2 separate regions of the Zea mays genome follow, and region 1 is linked to region 2. The links are chromatin contacts, called in public Hi-C maps. All regions are on one chromosome and are shown on one strand. The core of a region is the stretch at or near the end of the contact, and the rest is flanking DNA. Distances in the headings are between cores, read along the strand shown. Region 1 holds the start of LOC103641376 (Embryonic flower 1-like protein). Region 2 holds the start of LOC103642611 (cell division control protein 48 homolog C).

Evidence for each region. A called contact is a pair of places that touch in the nucleus more often than the background predicts.
Region 1: a Hi-C map of tassel shows a contact between it and region 2, with 4 times the contacts expected there. The contact joins the promoter of LOC103641376 here to the promoter of LOC103642611 in region 2. A contact is called at or near these places in 5 of 25 Hi-C or Micro-C datasets (ear, endosperm, leaf and 1 more).

Annotation. Positions count from the first base shown.
Region 1 is chr10:90,879,732-90,883,860 of Zm-B73-REFERENCE-NAM-5.0, forward strand. LOC103641376 (Embryonic flower 1-like protein) reads left to right here and starts at 2,422. Exons shown (of 5, transcript XM_008664727.3): 1 at 2,422-4,129.
Region 2 is chr10:90,655,406-90,659,861 of Zm-B73-REFERENCE-NAM-5.0, forward strand. LOC103642611 (cell division control protein 48 homolog C) reads left to right here and starts at 2,558. Exons shown (of 3, transcript XM_020545413.1): 1 at 2,558-2,585; 2 at 2,941-3,008; 3 at 3,085-3,888. The coding sequence starts at 2,558. The coding sequence ends at 3,888.

The DNA.
Region 1 (4,129 bases), core at 1,172-3,671, 220 kb after region 2:
AGAACACGCTAGAAAAAAAAAAACGAGAACAAATTTATAGATGCATGCATGCATGCACTGGTGTATTCGTATGCATGACAGGAGTAAATATATTATTTTCTTTTTGTCATCTCGTTCTCGTGTAGGGTCGTAAAGTATACAGTGTGATCTTATGATGCTATGTGCATTGTTCTCGAAGGAGAGAAGAGAGAAAAAAAATGATTCTCGGACCGACAATCTTTCGAATAATTAATTAAGTACAGCTAGAGCTAAGAGATCTGGGAACCCTGTTCAGTCTTGTCGATGGGACGTCGCAGCTAATTGATTCCTAGGTTTTTCCACCAAAGGAGTAATAAATAAATGCTCTAGGTACCAGACGTTTGTACACCTAGACACACATTATCCCCAAACACGTACGAGACTTTTCCTTAGCGGCACACATACACATTCGCTTCGCTGAGAGCATGAATTGACGTTCTAAACAATAAAACTAGTGTCGTCCGATCGATGGATCTGCACTAGCAGCTAGCTAGAAACATTCAATCTGTACTACTTTAATTGTAGTTAGCAGAACATCAATATATATACCAAGAGCTTGGTTAGTATTTGATGACCACCATCATATAATTCTTCACCACATGCTTTATAGAGCTGCAAGAAGCAAATATTTCTAGCTAGAAAGATTGGATAAAGAAAAAATAATAATTAAAATAAACTGTTGTGTAGCGCACGCTGAAAGCATAAAAACCAGTATATATATATATATATATATATATATATATATATATATATATATATATATATATATATATATATATATATATATATATATATATATATATATATATATATATAGCTAGCCCAAAACTAAATAGATGATTGTGCATTAACTTATACTGTGTGTATAAATAAATCGATCAAGCAAACAATACAATGTATATATATGTAGTAGATGCGTGCAGCATGTCCCAAACTCCTCCCAATATGTTAAAAAATACATAATATATATTTAGTACAATTGCATGCATATCGTCTCTCCATGCATTCAGAACGTGAACGAAAAAACAACTATTATTAATAAATAGGCCAGTTTACAATCCTAGCTTAATCCATAACTATATATATTTTCTATGACACAATTAATATGAGTAAAGATGAAAAGTAGAAAGGCAAGATTATTTGCAACAAAAAAAAAAGATACCTTGCTTGGAGTAGTAGTTCTATCAATGGATCCACACAACACGCTTCAGTGCGCAACGTAGCATAAGATAAGAACAAAATGTGCAGTTATGCATGCGCCGCGCCGAAGAATATATATAAGAAAGTGATAAACGAATTTGTCTATAATAGGATTGTGTATTTTGCTAGTTATTAAACGAACATATTTCTTTAAAATAATCAAAAAAAGTTGAACCAAATCTATAGCCAAACAGTGTAAATTAATATAATTTTATTTGCAAATATATATGTATGTATATGTATATGTGTGTGTGTAAAGGAAAAAAAAACAAACTAACGTTCTAGTAGTTTAAATGCATTGCTGATTGTTAGTTTTAGTTACCGCTAAAAACCAAGTCATTCATTCAAATAAGTCTTTTAGTCCTTCATATAAACTTCTTAACTTAGGTGTCCATTTATTTATGAGGTAAATTTTGCTTCTTTTTTTCAAATCAAATTTTTTGAGATTTGCATAATACATTCATGTTTAATTGTTGGATCTTATATCCTATCATCTAGCTAGAGCAATTTATTCCTTTTAGCCATAGTCCTCCCTATTCTCTCTACCACCCTACCTTTCCTTATCAATACAATTTATGCTCCTCTCATCAAAATTATACATCCATCGTCAATTTTCCAGCTTCTATACACACTCTTATTTGTAATTAACATCATTTAGTTTCACCACTCCATCGCTCTTCCATCTCCACTATCAGTATGTCTCCAAAAATCATCTCAACTACCAATATGTTTCCACTATCTGACTATGAGTAATTAACTCTCACACTGGCATTATATGGAGTAGGCACTCCAACTCAATCTTTTTTAGTGGTGGTTTAACTAGTCAGCATGACTCGGTATTGATATCGGCAAGTTGGAAGATATAGACAAATTCACAGCATAAGCCAGCTTCTATACACCCATGTTAATTTCAGTAGGATTCCCTATCCCACTTGTCTTTTTTGTAACCGTAGTTGTCAAATATGTCACCAAATGTTATTGCCAGCTAACCTAAGGGTGCTAGCAGACATTGCTTAGTCACCACAACTCGATCTTTATCTAGTGGTAGTCCAGCAAGCATGTTGCATTATTGATATCATAAAGCTTAGATACAGGTAAATCCTCATCATAAGTTAACTTTTTATACAACCTTATTAATTTTAGTAAGGCCAACACTTGCCTCTTCTCTATTAAACCCAATAGTCGGAAACTCCACCAACGGTCATTACAGCTAACCTTACGCTGGTGGGACAATTATTATTAAGCACCCCAATACCCGATCTTTCCTGGTGGCAGTCCAACTAACATGCCTCCCTGGTGATATTCTAAAGATAGCATATACAGGTAAATCCACACCATTAGTTAGCTTCTATACACTATTGATAATTTCAGTAATACTCTCTGCCCCACTTGCCTCTTCTATTTATCCCAACTAGTTATCATATACATCGCTAATGATCATTGCTAGCTAACTTGATGTTGGCGGAACATTAGTCTAAAGCGCACCAACCTAGTACTTCCTAGTGGTTGTTCACCTAACATGCTCCCAGGTTGATATCCTAAAGCTAGCAGATCCAAGTAAATTCACACATCATAAGCCAGCTTTCTACACATTCTTGTTAATTTCAGTAAGACTTCTTGTCCCACTCTCTTCTGTTAATCGAAACTAGCTGTCAGATACATAGCCAACAACCATTGCCAGCTAACATGACGTTGGAGGGTCATTAATTAAGCACCTCAACCGAATTTTTCCTAGTGGTAGTCCAGCTAACATGCCTTCTTGTTGATGTCATGAAGTTAATAACATATCCAGGTAAATCCATGTTGTATGCCTTAGATCTTGCAACTATATTTAATTTGGAAATCAAATTTTGATTCCGTTGTGAAAGCTTAGCAAGTAAGTTAGATGTAGCCATATGCCCATCGCCTACAGAAGCTTTATCAGGGATCCTCACATGAAGTCACCTAGCCTACATCTCCATCTATCCGTTATAGCCAGTGGATCGAGACGTAATTCAATTGTCATGGCAATACCATATACTAATTTCACTAAGACTCTTTTTCCCACTCATTTCTCTATTAATCCCAAAAGATACATTGCAAACAGTCATTGCCATATAATCTGACGTTGGTGGGGCATTAATTAAGTGCCCCGAATCTTATCTTTTTCGGTGGCATCCAGCTAACATGCCTTACTATTGATATGATAGAGCTAGCAGATCCAGGTAAATCTACGTCATGAGCCTTCAATTCTATGACTATATTTAATTCTCAAATCAAATTTTGATTCTTTCATTGAAACTCTGCAAGTATTAATTAAGTTATATCTAGCTACCCATCGCCTACGGGACGTTGATCAAGGGTTCTCACTCGAATTCGTCCAACCTACATGCATCTCCATCTCTACCTATTAAAGCCATTGGATCGATACGTAATTCAATATATTATACTTGGATGATATCTCCAGAAAACATTGTACGGGGTTCATTTGCGAGATTTTCCGCTTCTACTATCAATTAATAAATACACTAGTTAGTTGCCCATATGCATCGCTATAGTTTCTATATATCATATACGATTTCATAATTTATATAACACAAACCAACATGAGCTGCAGTTGTTAGAGGCAAGTGTTTTGTTCCTAGAGACCGTGGTTCGAATTCTAGTAGGTGCGCCTTTTTTGATATTCTGTTGAGCACACGCGTGGAGGACGAGGGGAGGAGTTGTGTCGAGCGGATGTACCAAGGGAGAAACTCCCGCTTTATATTAGTTAGTAGATAGATATATGGTGACTCATGTTGCTAGTATACTTGGTGCGCTACTGTTTGTGTGCAGCTAGCCAATATCAAAAGAAAAAAAACACCAGTAAAGCTAGCATGACAACAACCTCCATCTCTTTGAATGCTCCAAATAAAGCCCTCCCCCACACAGG
Region 2 (4,456 bases), core at 1,308-3,807:
CAGCAGGCCAAGTCAGATAGAGCCAAGTATCCTGGCCTTCTCCAACCCTTACCAGTACCAGAACACGCCTGGCAGGTAGTTTCCTTGGATTTCATTGAGGGTCTTCCGCGTTCTGGTAATGCTGATTGTATTCTAGTGGTGGTGGATACCTTCAGTAAATATGCCCACTTTATTGGCTTGCTCCATCCGTTCACAGCTCTTAAAGTGGCACAAATCTTCATCGCTCACGTGTACAAATTGCACGGGTTGCCCAAGGCGCTTGTGTCAGACAGAGACATGATTTTTACAAGTACTCTCTGGCAGGAACTGTTTCGCCTTTCAGACACACAACTCCAAATGAGCACAGCATATCATCCTCAAAGTGATGGACAAACCGAGAGGGTCAACCAATGTCTTGAAACATTTCTCCGCAGTTTTGTTCATTCCTGTCCGAACAAGTGGAGCGCCTGGTTACCACAGGCTGAATTCTGGTACAATACCTGCCCTCATTCTTCCTTGGGCATGTCTCCATTTGAGGTACTGTATGGGCGGGCGCCTCGTCACCTGGGAATACTTCCTGCAGATGCGATCACCAGCTCTGACCTGTCCGAATGGCTGTCCCAACGCGAGGTAATCCTACGCGTCATCAAGCACAACGTGTTGAGGGCCAAGCAACGCATGAAACATCAAGCTGACAAGGGCCGTTCAGAGCGAGAATTTGCAATGGGCGACCTCGTGTTCGTCAAGCTACAGCCGTATGTGCAAGGATCGGTTGCGCCTCGTGCTTGCCATAAACTTAGCTTCAAGTTCTTTGGTCCCTTTGAGATCCTGCAGCGTGTGGGTCCAGTCGCTTATAAGCTGAAGCTCCCAGAAGATTCAAATATCCATCCTGTATTCCATGTTTCTCAATTGAAAAAGTACATCAGTCCTTCAACACCAGTTAGTGCTCATGTCCCTACAACAGACCTGGCTCTGCAATTTCCAGCGTAGATTCTAGACCGTCGCTCTGTCTCTAGAGGGTGATCATCAGTGGCACAGGTGCTGGTTCGTTGGTCTGGCATGGACACATCTCTGGCGTCCTGGGAAGATGAAGCCCCGCTGAGGATGAAGTTTCCGGCCGCGGCCGCTTGGGGGCAAGCGTCGTTTCAAGGAGGGGGGATGTCAGCCCCCGTACTCAGGATACCAGTGAGCACGAGCAAGACATGCAGAAGGGGCGAGCGCCAAGGGAGATGGGCCGCCGCGCCAGGAGGCCCAGCGTTCGCTTTGCCGGCCCATAGTGGCGTAGTTAACTGTAGCGTTCTTATATGCTATAAGGGGAGAGAGTTAGAACTTGTCATGTAAGAAAACATCTATCTGAATACCCTAATCTATCTCGGGAGAACGTTCCCAATTCCTCCGTATCCCTCTCTTCCTCTTCTCCAGTTCGTGTGCGTATCCCTGTTAGCAGACTGGTTGCTAACACACCACCTCAAGCAACAAAATAGCTGACCATCTGTTGAGAAAAAAAGAAAAAAAAACAGCGTGATCGATGCAGAAGTCGGTGAGCAGCTTGAGATGCATCGGATCAAGTAGCTAGCAGGTGAGGGGAGGAATGAATGAAGAATCACCTCAGGCGACACATCACATTCATTCATTGTGGTTCACTCCGATCGATTCCACACTCGACAGAGCCCTCCAGAAGCGGGTCGGGGCCAGCTCCTGAGGAAGAAGACGACTTCGTGGTCGCGGGTCTGGTCGGTCTTGCCCGAGCGCCATGAGGAGGAAGACGGAGAATCAGCCCGCTAGCTTTCGCCCACCCTGCAGAGAATACGCGGAATGGGCGTTGGCGGAGCAGATGACGGGGAAAGCCGGAGGCGCGTGGTTCTGGTGGCACCAGGCAAAGGATGCGCTGCCGCCTGCCGGCAGTGGAGGAGGACGCGATTAATTGGTTCGGATCGAGGCGGGGAAGCGCCGGGCGAGGATTTGAAGTGTCAGCATGTGGGCCCAAGAACGCTTGTATTTTAGCGAGGCAAAGTGGACCTTCCATCGGGGGCCTCGGGCCGTGAACTCCTGCCGGCCCAAGACCGACGGAACCGACACGAATTTGTGCGCTTGCTGCTAGTATTCGATGTATCTGCGGACTGATCGAGAAAGCAACAATGATCATAAACTTGTGCAGACGGGACAACCCAGGGTTTATTTGGTAGCGAGGTTTATCTAGATCTTGTTTGAGAGGAAGGATAAAAGGGGTAAAATCTTTTTACTATTCAATTGTGAATACTTTATCTGTTTCTTTTTAGTTGTCGCTGGATACTTCAATTTTGTACTATCCGACGACAACTAAAATAAAACAAAGAGAGTATATAGTAAGAACATTTAGCCTCTCTCACGTCCTCTAGCTCCCAAACAAGTCCTAGAGATGTTTGGGACCGCTCCACTCCACCAAGACCTGCTCAACCAATTCAATCATAGAGTAGCTCTATTCTAGAGTTTTATAATATTTTGATGTGTTTGGCTTTTAATCTAGTTCCGGTTTTAGGATGACTCTATTACGCGCACCGCCTGCCAAGCGGTGCTTCTTCCACACTGGCAGGCTACCATGGCCACGATTCCTTTCCCCAGGCCAGGTGTGTGTTGTTGATGGTAGCCCACCTGTTCTTGAGCGATTCCTTTCCACCATGGTTGCCTATTCACCTACACTCTACCTTCTTGCAACCAATAATTAATCATGTACATACGTGCTATAACTATATACACACACTATATCACAACACCAAATTAGTGTCTGATGACCGTCGCTATAAATAGAGAATTAGCATCAAATTGTTAGTCGGTATACATTGCCACAGATGGTGAGTCGGCATATGTCTATATTCCAACTGAGTGTTAGTCGTTATATTTATATGTGAATAGTGTCACTTTGTCAGTCGGCAATTCATACCTATAGCATCTCACTGTCAGTCACCAAAAAAACATGTGCAGCGCGCAAATTAGTTGCTGGCCCAAATACCAGCCGCGTCGCCGCAGCCCAAAACCCTATCTCCCTTCCAGTAATTCCAGCCGCCGCGCGCCACCCAAAAATTGATGCCGCCGCCGCCAATCGCCGTCCACAGTCGCGCGCCCTAGCCGGCCGGCCGCAACCGCCGTCCCAGCCGCGCGGCCAAGCAGGCCGGCCGCCAAACCGTCATCCCTAGCCGCGCTCCCAAGCCGGCCGGCCCCCAACGTCGTCCCCAGCCGCGCGCCCAACCCTTCAGAAGCCGGGCCGGCCTCCGGCTTGGCATCGCCTCCGTCCGCCGCGCTCTCACCTCCATCCCCATCCCCTCCCCATCCTCCTCTGACTCCTCCGACGACGGCTCCTCCGGCTCCCGCCGCCGCGGCCACCACGACGCCCACGCCACCACCGCCTCCTCATCCACCTCCGTATCCGATGCCGCTGCCCACCCGTCGCCACCAGCCCCCGCCTACGACGTCACCAAGTCCATGCTTTGCTCCCAGTATGCCGCGCAGACGCCCAAGCGGAGCCAGCAGCTGGAGATCGAGGTCGCGGCGGAGAAACCGCGCCGCCTCATCACGGCCGACAGCGGCGGCAGAGGCGATGCCAAGCCGGAGGCCACCCCGGCTTCTGAAGGGTTCGGTAGAGGGGACAAGGGGCCCAGGTTCGCTGACCTCGGCGGGATGGAGGCGGTGATCGAGGAACTCATGATGGAGGTGGTCATGCCCATGTGCCATCCGGAGATACCGCATCGCCTTGGCGTTAGGCCTATCGCGGGGCTACTGCTGCACGGACTGCCCGGCTGTGGAAAGACCACCCTTGCCCATGCCATTGATAATGTGACTGGCGTGCTGTTCTACAAGATCTCTGCACCGGAAGTCGTATCTGGGGTGTCTGGTATGTTCTCTGATTCCTGGCATCATAATAATCGGGGATAAAGCATGCTTTGCTCGTATAAGAGTATCTGGACAAACGAGTTTAGGCTGCTAGTGACATGTAAAGGTTTTGGAGACATTCTAACAACCTAGAGATTGGATCTTGCATAAGCATCAGAAACAATTTCTTGTTTGAGCTCAGTAGCTATAGGGCATCAATGAATTCTCTGGACCTAGTTTCATCACTGTTGTTTATGTATTTTTTGTTTGCAGATTGATGCCTTATAACTGCTTCAGCAACATCTTCTAGAGCTCTCTGGATACTAGATGGGATCTGATAGTGATGAGAAGGAGGGTCAGTATTCTTCTCTTCGTCAGTCGAAATGGAACTACGACCTGACTCAATCGACCTCCTGGTTTCTTGGTCTTCAGTATGAGATCTGTAGATTTCCATGAGACTTCCACCCAAGTTTAGATCAATATCTTCAGAGCATATCCCAGCGACATTGCTTTGTGCTTGCTTCAAGGGTTGTGTGTTGTTGGCCATCTCTTCTTCCATCAAAGTTCTAATACTTGACCTACCAGCATAAATCAATTCAACCCTGTGGTCCTTTCCATTCTGAGAAAAAGA